2 separate regions of the Mus musculus genome follow, and region 1 is linked to region 2. The links are chromatin contacts, called in public HiChIP or PLAC-seq maps. All regions are on one chromosome and are shown on one strand. Each heading gives the region's core, a stretch centred on a gene start, on an enhancer-like site or on the middle of the called end of the contact. The rest is flanking DNA. Distances are from core to core; before and after follow the strand shown. Region 1 has its middle 15 kb from the start of Gm41030. Region 2 has its middle 19 kb from the start of Gm33447.

Region 1 (5,517 bases), core at 1,180-3,679, 150 kb after region 2:
TGGGCATGAGCATGGTGATGAGAGAATGTGCCTCTAAGTTCTTGGCTTTTTGTTGCTGTGCCTTGAAAATACCGTTCTCATCTCTGACTGAGGGACAACACATGGTAAACAGCTCACCAACTAGTTAGAGCACACCAGGTTGGATTACTTATGTCTTCTTTGGTTTTCTGTTGTGTGTACTTTTTGCTACCCTGCTTTAAACTCCTGGTGGACTATGCTATGAGCCCCCACCCAGATTCCCTTAGATTTCCAGATAAAATGCATGCACACACACACACACACACACACACACACACACACACACACACACACACACACAAACGCTGGTTAATCTTAAATGTCTTTGCTAACTCAATGAGTTCCCCAGTTCTCCTGATTCTCCTTGGTTCCTCCTTCTCAACTCTTAAGTATCCCACCCCCATCCTCAGTCATTGGTCACTGGTATTTTTATTGATTGATCAAGAACCAATTGGGAACAAGACCTTAGCATCAGAACCACTCCCTACAGTTCTCTCTCCTTGTGTAGACTTCCCCACCCCAGTTCCTCCCTGCTGACTTGGCAGGTAAGGAAGCATCCCACTTAGGTGAGACACCAAACTGAGGAAACAGTGGGGACTCACAGGGAACACACCTTCACAGGAAAGCAAGTGGCACAGGAAGACTGCCACATGGGTGTGACCTGAGACCCCAAGTGGAAGATTGAGGTGTGAGGACAGTTGAAATGACTCGATTCTTGTCATTTGAGGGCCCAACAATACAATCCTTCTCCGACTCCTTTCTAAATAAACATAGAGTCTCCATCTGTAGCTCAGGTAGATCTTGAACTCATAGCTTTCCTGCCTCGGTCTTCCCAGCACTGTGATTATAGGTGTATTCTACCATGCCACTCACATATAGCCAAATAGCTCAGTCTTACTTATTATGTGTGTATATGTGTTTGTGTGCACATGTGCCAGTAGAAATGCATGTATGCATATAGGCCAGAATTTGATGTTAGATATCTTCTTCTCTTACCTTATTTTTTGGAAACAGGGTTTCTCACTGAACTTGGAGCTTGCCAGTTCAGCTAAATTGGTTAGCCAACAAGCCTCAGGGATCCTCCTATCTCTGCCTCTGCCCCAGCTTGTTTTCTTAAAACATAGGTTCCCTGGGATTGAACTTGTGTCCTCAGGCTTGTGCAGCAAGCCCTTTACTGACTGAGCCATCCCCTCTCCTTAAGAGGTTCAGGATTTTGTTGAACTTGCCCTGTGATGGGAGAGCTGCCATCAGTGTTTGATGATCAACTTTGTGACGTATTTTCTCAGTAGTCCCTACCTAAAGGAAATGATCTATCAGGTACTCATTTTGGTGACGAGAGGACAGTAAGATGCTGGTGTGTGACATGAGATTCATTGTTCTCTCTCAATTCAGGAAAGGTGGCTGCAGGAAATGGACTCTGTGTTTATTCTGCTCTCTCTCCCTCTCTCTGGGTGTCTGTTGGCCTTGGCTCAGCTTCGAGCTTTCTGGGAACCCAAAGCCCTGGCTGATGGCGTTGTTGGACCTGGGTTCCTCTGAGGAAGATCTGTCTGAGAGAGAAGAGGAGATAAAGCTGAGACGTTAAATGTTTCCAACAAAAGCTATTAGGGCAGAATTTCCTGATTCAGCACTTCCCGGCATTTTTTGAGGTTTCTCCACAGACAACGTACAGTTACTTTTTTTTGTATGTGTGCATGTGGTTTTCTTTATTTAGTTTTTTTCTCCCCCTAAGCTTATGGGTTTTCTTTGATGAGATGGTTGTGCAATCCTGGCATTGCCAGGAAACGCTGGTAAGTTGCTGGTGGCTGCTTACGCTCAGTGCCAGGGGAGACCCAAGCATGGCTCCTGACTCTCAGTGGTGGGCAGAACTGCTATCACCTGTGTACCCCTGAGCTGGGCTCCTGGCAGCTACAGCTCTTGAGCTCTGTCCCTTGCTAGCACTGTGGAGCTTGAGTTTATTGACTTATGAGTCACATGGTCCTTGGCTTTTGTGCTGGGTTGAGCTGTATCTTCCCACAGTGGTATGCTGAAGTCCCTGTTCCCTGTACGACAGGATGTGACCAGATTATTGTGAGACATTGTTTCTGTTCAGCCGTTCCACTCCTGGGAGCTAATAATCTACTCGGAGGCAGAAAGCCTTCATAGGAAACAGGTCACAAGGCACGGCATTACAGAATTTCAGGACCGCAGAATCTGTGCCCTGGAGCAGCCAAGCAGTCCTTGACAGTGGCATCTCCTTAGACACACAGCTGGGTTCCCAGAAAGCCATCGTCTGGCCTCTCTCCCTAGACTGGTGAGTTTCTCTGTGCCTAAGCTTTCTTCTTTGCAAAGCTAGGTTTACTTGTACGGATTTTACGCTTGATAAGAGAATGGTCAGGCAGAGGGAGACAAACTGTAGCTTCAAGAGGACAGAGTGCCTCCTCACTGACCAGGGAAGATGTGGCTGGTTTATGGAAGAAGAATCTCATGGGCGGACAAATGCTCGAAGCTCACCGACAGGACCCACCACCAAGGGATTAGAAAGGACTGCACATGGCCCCTGACATAAAGAGGCTTATTTGTCTAGAGGACCTCATCTGTCAAAGTGAGCTGGGAGAGGCCATCCGAGAATCACAGTGTTTTGCCAGGTGTTAAGGAAGCACTAGGTCCTGATCCTAGGTTGCAGTCCTGTTTGTGGGGCTCCCCTGCTTCCGGCGCTCCCCTGCTTTGGAGATTTCTTTCTTTCTCGTTTCATCCTCTGTAAGGACAAAGACAAAGACCTGGCTTCAGGGTCCTGCCACACACGAGCTGTGCAGCCGTTTGTGAGATTTCAAGTTTGCTTGTGCTCAGCCTTTTCATTTTCATAAACGAGAAAAATAAGACCTGCTTTTAAATGCTTCTGGCCTCAGGTCTAAATGGAAGCCAGCATAGCATGCCTATCATAGCAGAGAGTGATTGGTCAATGTCCACCATGTTCACATAGGTGATTTGACTCTGGTATGGCATCTGGGGCGAGTGGTGACTCTTAGTAGCTGGTCTTGAAATTCATTTCAGGATAGGTACTGTCCACTTTGTTCAAGAGTTGGGGTAGCACTGATCTCTGAGAAGCTGAATCTGAAGAAGAGTCTAGCCAAGGGATCTTGGCTTTCTCCAAAGTTCATGGACTTAGGCTAGCAGACCCTGAACACTCATGCTGTGGCCAGGGGCAGCAATAATGACTGCCTGGGCCCATATTACTTCTTCTCTTCTGCCACTGGCCTGAACCAATACAACCAATTGTTCCACTCTTCCATTTGGTAACCTGGAAACTTCTGAAGATCTATGACAACCGCATTGCCATTTCTGAGGAGAAAATGAACAAAAAGACAGCTATGTGGCAGAGGCAAGGATCAGGCAAGTCTCCAAAATTTGGCAGAAAGGGTTGGGGTTTGAAAGACAAATGTAACTAGAAAAAGAACTTGTTCTTCCTCCTTCTACCCCCATCCCCACAACCACCCCATCTCTGGGATTCTATTTCCAAGATATTTAATTTTGAAAACTTAAACAAGAAAGTGGTTTTAATCTTCAAGGGCTCTCATTAATCACCGTGCCTGGCCCAGTGGAGAGAGAGAGAGATGACTCACTTTTACAGTTGATTTCGTGGTAATGGAGGGTCAAGGCCTGCCCCTACACTGCCCCTTTGTCGAGCTAATGGAGAAAGCTCTCACTGAGGAAGCACCCATTCTGGAGCAATTTTTCAATGGAAAATTGCTGACAGGAATAGCCACCGACAAGAAAAGATTTCTCTTAGGGAAACAAAGTAAGTGGCTCGGCAGAATTAGAAACACAGAGCCTGCCTTGAAGAGTTGTGGGGTTCAATGGCAGGATAGAGCAAAGGAAAGGCTTTGGTGTGTGCCATATTAAGTATCTCTGCAATAAATAATGAATCTTTACTACAGCCCTTCTTGGTGCCAGGCACTGTGCTGGGGACCTTTTCTATGTCATTGTTTGATCCTTATATATTATGTGACAGGTGACATCATGTCCCCTCATTTACGGATACAAATTCTGACATGCATGCCAAATGACTTGTTCTATAAATGACTTTTCTCATTGATATAATAAAAGACCCAACGAAAGCAACTTAAGGCAGCCATGGTTTGTTCTAGCTTACTGTTTGAGGGGCTACAGTCTTCACAGTGGAGGTGTGTGAGTCAGCTGCTCAGATCTCATCTACCATGAGGAAGAAGAGAGAAATGCATGCTAGGAGATCACTCGCTTCCTACTTTTTCTTCAGTCTGGGAATCCCAGCCCGAAAGATGTTGCTGCACACATACAGGGGGATCCTCTTCAGGTAAATCTCTATGGAATACCTCCACAGATGCACTCAGAGACTCATCTTCTAGGTGCATCTCCAAATCTAGTCAAGCCGACAACAAAGATGGACCATCACAGTTGCTAAGGCCTCACAGCTAGTAAGAGATAGAACCAGGCTCTGTATCCATATGGTTTGGTGCTGAAGCTGAAACACACTTCCACTCACCGTGAAGTAGGCAACACAAGCTCACCTCTCTAGGCTACAGGCTGAGGGCTTGCTGTAATGGAGCAATGGGTCACTTTCCATTTGCAGTGACTACTGGGGATTGTGGAGGAGAGTAGTGTGCTGTCCCACTACTTTCCACAGAACAGTCTCAGGATCTGTTTTTAGAGGTTTGGAGTGCTGCAGCACCAGTGGGTGAGAGGATGGGCTGTTGACTTACTGTGCAAGCCAGTCTTCAAGAGTTTAAGGATTTTAAAAACCATCGATTTGGGTCCTGGCTAATTTCATCAACGCGAGGTAAGCCGTTGCCAGCCCACAGGTGGTCTGTCCCAGCTCCCTGGTAGAGCTCAGTATGGGCAGAGCTGGGCAGGGTTGGTATGGGTTCTATAGAGGGTCTGTTCCAGATGTTCTGGGGCTTGGAGGAGTCTTTTCCAGATCCTAGGGTGGAGGTGATGCTGGGGTCTCCCTCATATTGTGAGAACACTTGGAACACTTAAAAAAAGAAGTTGGCTCTCCTATGGGTGAAGGGAGACTTGCCTTATGGGAAGGTTTGCAGGGATGTAAGCCTAGCAGTTTCTATAAAATGTCTACATCCCCAACTTGGAGAACCGGCTCGGGCGGGGGGGGGGTGCGGGGGGGGGGGGACCCGTTGGGTTGGAATTGTCCGATTCGGTGACTCCCAAGCCAGGCTTTGGGTCCCCCTTCTAACACTCCTGACTTCCCCCGTTGCCTTCTGGGGGAGGCTGGAGCAGACGGCATGTTCAGGAACACCTTAATGATGTCAGGATACTTTTCATTGCTCATTTATCACTTAGCAGTTCAGATTTGTAGTGCACTCCCCGTGTTCGTTCTCCCTTTCACACGGACAATGCATTCTTTCAACAGTGTGCAGCTCCGTGGGAAGGGCCGTGCTGAAAGCAAAAACAGTGGTGCGTGCAGCCTGCTCCCCTTTGGGGGAGAGGGGGTGGGAGGGGCAGGTGGGGACCAGATGCCTGGCCACAGCT
Region 2 (6,268 bases), core at 2,334-4,833:
GTACAGGGAGACTGGGAAGGGTGCTCTGAGTGGAGGTGCAGGGCTTGGGTCTGAAGATCTTTCTCCCTAACTCTGGATTGCTGGATAAACCATCTCACCTCTTCAGCACACACTGCCTTCCCCTCCAACAAGACAGACACAACTGCCTGCATGGCGAGATATCTCCTGACCAGCGCAGAGTCAGAGGTTTGAGTGGCTGCCCCTTTTCCTGCAGCAGAAGCCTTGCCTGGCCCAGGGCTATGCTGCTGTTTGCCCTCAACGATCTGCAGTGAGTGGGGCCTTGCTCTTCTCTGCCCTCCATACCTCGCCATCTCAGACTCTTCCCCTTATGGACAAACTAGAAGAAGTTGGTGAGTGCCTGCACAGAGGCCGTGGTTGGCTACAATCACACGATGCCAGACTGTGAGGTGTCCTCCTGCAATGGCGGCTGCCCTCGGCCTGGTGCAGCCACCACGGTTGTGGAGGATGTTGCTGAGAGAAATGCATCAGTAACTGTCATATTATGGCATTAATGAATTTACTGCATTTGGGGACTGGACTAGAACAGAGACACATTCCTGAGCCCCGTGGCCCTGAGCCTCTCTGATTTGTTAACCATATCTAAACAAGGAAAGAGCTTGTGAAAACCTCTTGTGTGGGCAGGGCAGCTTCTCAGAAAGTGACAACCTTAGTGTGCTCACCGTGTCCACCACCGAGTAAAGCATTTTACAGCACTTAACCCTTTCAGTATCCTCAGAGGGCACTGGCTGTGCTAAGGGGAGGCGGGCAATGTAGAGGAGAAAGAGGTACTTTCTGAAAGAAAGTAAAGAAGCCTGGAGGAGAGTGGATACCCGGGTGAGGATGTGGGACCTGGGCAGGAGTTGATTCAGGCAAGGGAAGGTAGACTCAGGCTTCTGTCTTCACTGGGGAGGAAACTGCCTGTAGTTATTCCAGGAGAGTGTTCTTTGAGATTGCTGCAGCCAAGTGACCTGGATCGTGTCTGCCCACGATGGCCTTTTGCTTTCCCATGTTTTTGCCTTTTTACACAGGTTCCTGGTCCTTGTTGTGGGAAATATTAAAAAAAGAACCATCACATTCCCATGTTGCACCCTGCTACTCTCTGACCCCGCGGGCTGGTCGGCCACACACTTGAGGAAAATGGCTGACCTGTTTTTATCTCATGGAGACTCTGACTCAGTGCTCCAAGATCTCTCCACCCAGCTCACTCAGTTCCTACAGGCAGGTTGCTACGACGCCAACCCTGTGCTTCAAATCTCCCATGGCCTTTGTGGTGCACATCAGGCAAACCCACGCTTTGCCGCTGTACCTTTCTCTCTTGAACCCAGATGAGCCACTATGTGAAGGAAAACACAACACAAACTTAGTTCAGAAACAATAATAACTTAATCACTGGGCACAACAATTAAAATCCTAATCTTGTAAGCCTTATTAAATCTAAATCATCCGGAGACACTCATAGCTACATCTTGTCCTCATGCTATCCCCGTCCAAAAGGACCTAACTCTCTTCTGCTTCCTCTCTTCCTCCATTCAACCCGGAAGTCCCGCCTACTCACCCAGTGATTGGCTCCTTTATTCATTAGGGAATTGGTTCACTAGAAGTCACCTGAGTACAGTGACTCACTCCTTGTCTGCAATCCCTCCCAGGTGAGTGGAATTAGCATCAACATACAAACAGCACCAGGCCCATCCGCATCAGGTCCTCACCACCTGCTCCCAACACCTACCTCGTAGTATGAGATGACAAGTTTCCTAAAAGTCAGTTTGGTTATGTTTGTTCTTACAAGCAAGAAACTGGAGGTCCAGAGATGGGAAGAGATCAAGGTCACATAGCAAGGCAGGACTGAAACTCACTTTGACTTTTGGTTCAATGCTGCGGACAAGAAGGACTCCGACAGCCACCTTCCCTGTGTTCAGCAATCTTTTCAGCTATTTCTTTTCATCTTTGTGTGAGGGAGGAATGTTGGCCCCACCTCTTTGTGTGATGGAAGCTTGGAGAGGCTGATAAATTGCAGCTGCCACCAGATTCCAAGCCACGAGAGCTTGTGGTCTTTGCTCCGAACTTAAAATGCCCAGTACTACCGTCACTCATGTGCCTGGTGAATGTAACTACTGCAGGTCCTTACCTTCCCTGTGTTCCTGTCAAGCTATGGCTAAGCTGAACCCTGCTCTTTCCCATCGTTAGAAGGTTGTTTACCAAATTATGTGGCTTACATGTGACTAAAGTGAAAACTCAGTATTCATCTCTCCAAAGGATTCCATGCCATGTCTGTCCCCAGGAGACAGTTGTCAGTGTTTGGGGCTGTATAATAGTCCCGTGTGGTAATTGATGTTCCTGGACTAAGGATGCTGAATATCACTTACTATCATGGTTCTATTCAAAAACCTAATCACAGTATCTATGTAGAACATGGTACTCCTGTAAAATGAACCTGCCTTCACAAAGACTTTGACAGTGTTTATAGTAAAAATTTTGACCCTGCATTGACTCTTGAGAAGGGCATTGGGATGGAGAGCCCTGTTACATTACTGTACACTGAGACACGATGGCAAAGCTCACATGGAAGTCTGACCCTGTGTAAATGTACCCTGCACAATGCGGCCCCTTTCTCTTAGCTTCGTTGTTCTTATTTACAGAACGGGAAGAATTGGTGGCTACCTTACAGGAACGTTGCACTATTTTAATGAGCTCATGCATGTAGAGTGTTCACAACAGTGACTCACACAGTTAATCCAATATTAAGATTAATTCTACCTACAACGTGATGCAATATTTAGAAGTATCAGAACCATTGTAGAGTGTTCTACAGTAGGGCCCGGAGAGCTGGCTCTGTTGGGAAAATGCTCACCTTCCAAGCACAAGGACTTAAGTTTGATTTTTGGAACCAGTGTTGTAGCATGTTATTGTAATCCCAATCCTGGAGAAGCAGAGAAAGACAGATCCCCGGGCCTCACTGGTGGGCCAGCCAAGCACAACGGGTGAGAGCCAGGCCAATAAGAGACACTGTCTCTCTCACAATGTCCATCTGCGGTAGGGAGGATTAAACGAAAACCAGATTCACGAACTCGGACATTTTTCTAGGTGTGAGTCATGCCTCTGGGTAGGGTTATTTATCTGCTCAGAGCCTGTCTACGGGACCTGGAATGACAGCAGTGTTCCTGGGAGGTCTACTTGTGTTTATCGTTTATGCTATGGTCAGGAATCAGAAGTAGCCAGGAAGCTCTGGAGTGATTCCATATTGCCTCCTTCAGTCTTTGATAATTATCATCATCATCACCATTATTATTATTATTATTATTATTATTACAGGGCTGGGATTGAACACAGCGCCTCATGCACATGAGGCAAGGGCTCTGCCACTGAGTTCCACCCCCAGGCGAGCTCCTTCACTCTTTGAGAGTGTTAGGGTGGTCCTTATAAATCCCTCAGCTGGACAGCTGCGTTTAGCAATGGGTGGTTGTGCTTCAAAGAGCCAGGTCATTTTAAAGGAATGTGAGAAGTTCATCTTTGGGGACAGAGATTAAACAGTGGGAAAGTAGGTAAGTGATGTGCTGCCCCACAAGGAGAGGCTATCTACGAGTTAACATTTCACTAGCTCCAGCAGAGAAGCTAATGACAGGGCTGCACCACACAGCTCTACTTAGAAGAGTCAGTGGTGAGTGGCAGAAATTAATTTATCATCAGTGCACAATCAGAGCCTCCCCACATGCCAGGATTTCCCCCCTCTCTTAGACAATTGCTTGCCTTTCTTGGTTGTCACTACATCTGAGAGTCGACGTAGCACACGCTGTATAAAAATAGGTCTGTGCTAAACATCACTCTGATGGTATTTTCATCTATAACTCAATCCACTGAAAGCCTAGTGTGTACTCAACACAGAGGTTTGCAGTTTCTCAAAGAGCAGTTCTCAGAATCACAAGTTGGTAATCAAAGATTTTTTTTTTTTTTTTCAAGATCCCACAAATAGAAAATCCCAAAGCCTGCATTGAAGGTATTTCTGCTATACACTGAGAGCTGAAGCTCATCTGGCTAACCAGGGGGAGCTGTCTCTAGAAGTGGGTGCTTCAGGGAATAAAGGCGTATGCAGCCCAAGATCCCCACCATGAGACATCGGTGGCAAGCATAAAAAGTGAAGAATCAGAATGGGCGGCCAGGGGCCTCTGTGGCAACCAGAGGAATGAGAGAATATGATCGCAGTGTTTATGAGGTGCCTCTTTGAGTTACTGATGTGCCCATAGTTAGGGCTTAGTTCTAATGCGTCTTAGTATGTGGTCAGACCAGGAGGGAAATCCAGGGATTTGCTTTTCCACAAATATTTATCAGTAGATGTTTCGGGATCTAAAATGGACAGTAGAGTAGGTGTGATTTACACAGGTGCTTGTCTTCGTGGGGGCGGGGAGACTGGATATCTCTTGAATAGAGTGGGCCGTGTTCCAGTTGCCCCTGGCTGGGATGCTGGCAACGTACTCTTGGGGGAAGAAGGCTCAGTGACAGAAGGACAGTTTATAGAGAGAGGGTGGTTAGAAAGAGCTGAATGTGTGAGGGTGGGAGGCAGCTCAGTGGGCTGTTTTAATCCCTGGCAACTCCCCTCTGCAGAGTTTCCATGGTAGAGTCTGGGGAATATTGCCCCAGCCTGGGGTCAAGAGGTTAAGTAGGAGCCTAGGCCTAGGCGTGGGCCTGTGGTCCAGCAGGAAGACCCTTGGTTTTTGTGACCAAAGAGGCTCAGAAAGCACTCAGGTTGAATTTATAGTAAAAGTACATGTACATGCCGGGAGGAACATGGCCATGATGGGGGTGAGGGTCGGGGAGGGGGTGGTGTGGGGGGTGTGCTAGTTAGGGTGGGAAGGGCTAGAAAGGAAATGGGTTCACTTTAAATTGCTGGGTCCAGATAACTGAATTACAAAGAACAGCATAGGTTAGTTTAGCTAACGACCTTGAACTCTGAGCTAGTCTTCCACAGCAACAACGACCACAACAAGCAAACACAGCAAACAACAACAACAACAACAAAAGGCTGCACTTGGTGTGACTAGTGAGGAGATGGAAAGGTCAAGCCTTAGGATGGGCAAGTGCTAGACTCAAGTGCTAGACTGAGCTTGTGTCCTCTGGGGGACATCCTTTCCTATTTCCCAAGTCGCCATAAGAGGGTGGGTCAGGAAGACAATGGCGAGAACCTGGTAGGTTCATAGATTAGAAACCGCTGCAGCCGGACAAGGGGGGAGATTTTCTTGAGGTGTGGCTTATGCTGCTGTAAATGAACCTGCTTTCTCAGTCCTAGGGGTAATGGTAAATGCCGTGATCCTATGACTTAAAAACAAAGAAATCTATTCTGCTTGTTTCCTGACCCTTCCTTTGACACTATTAGCGCAGGGTCCACCAGGGAGGTTTTATCCGGTTTTGTTGTTGTGGTGGTGGTGGTGGTTGTTGATAATGATGATGCTAACTTCATTTAGCAAGGGTTATTCTTCAAAATGCGTATAAATCTTGATCCACCCCACCAGGCAGGGGATAACCTTATCTTCTTATTGGTCCTGGGTTCCCGGCAAGTGATGCTAAGTCTATTGGGTGAGGAGAGGTCCAGCTGGTGTGGTGAATAAAGAAGCCAAGGACTGTTAGCAGGACCCATTTGCAGGCAGCACCCCAACAAGGCTGTTCTGAAGCAGAGTGGGGGTCCCAAGAGCTCCACAGAGGAAGCATTCTTATAGCAAGCTCTCAAGCCTGGCAACAGCCCTGTGTGTGATGCTGTGGAATGGCATCTCATGGGAGGTACCAATGTGTCCCATCCTTTACTCTCAGCATAGAGAGAGGAAACCATGTGAGCACGTACTGGCCCAAGCAAGGGAGCCATTTCAAAGTAGCCTCAAAGGGGATAAAATTCTCCGAAGAGGTAGTTAGGGTTATAGCTCAGTAGAACATTTCTCTAGCATCCACAAGGCTGTCATCAATCAATAGTGCTGAGATTGAAAAAAAAATCCTCTTGCCCTCTGGCATCTTCTCTGAATGTATTCAGTATATTCTTTGTTAATAAATCTTTGTTCCTGGGAGATGAATTAATTCTCACAAACCATCGAAAATCTTTAGACGTCAGGGCTAGTGAAGAAAACATTTGATCAAACCGTGCTCAGTGATGACATCTGGATATTCTTTTCTTTATTAAAAACTGGGCTAGGGGGCTGGAGAGATGGCTCAGTGGTTATGAACATGTACTGCTCTTACAGAGGACCTGAGTTCAATTTCTGGCACTCACTTTGAGCTGCTCACAATCTCC

Evidence for each region. HiChIP or PLAC-seq counts read pairs in DNA pulled down with a chosen protein or histone mark.
Region 1: a FOXA1 HiChIP or PLAC-seq map of pancreatic cancer cells shows a contact between it and region 2. The contact joins two enhancer-like sites. A contact is called at or near these places in 3 of 484 Hi-C or Micro-C datasets (the AML12 cell line, megakaryocyte progenitors and nephron progenitors) and 3 of 115 datasets of contacts at active chromatin or transcription factors (differentiating embryonic stem cells, extraembryonic endoderm stem cells and pancreatic cancer cells).

What each region holds. Positions count from the first base shown.
Region 1 is chr13:97,509,127-97,514,643 of GRCm38.p6, forward strand. No RefSeq gene overlaps it. Among named protein-coding and RNA genes, the nearest start is that of Gm41030, 15 kb to the right of the region's middle. Within about 2 kb of position 2,430, at least 69 of the 459 cell types and tissues checked have an H3K27ac peak or open chromatin away from gene starts, as enhancers often do. A contact at or near this core is called in pancreatic cancer cells, where this site is marked.
Region 2 is chr13:97,354,033-97,360,300 of GRCm38.p6, forward strand. No RefSeq gene overlaps it. Among named protein-coding and RNA genes, the nearest start is that of Gm33447, 19 kb to the right of the region's middle. Within about 2 kb of position 3,584, at least 15 of the 459 cell types and tissues checked have an H3K27ac peak or open chromatin away from gene starts, as enhancers often do. A contact at or near this core is called in pancreatic cancer cells, where this site is marked.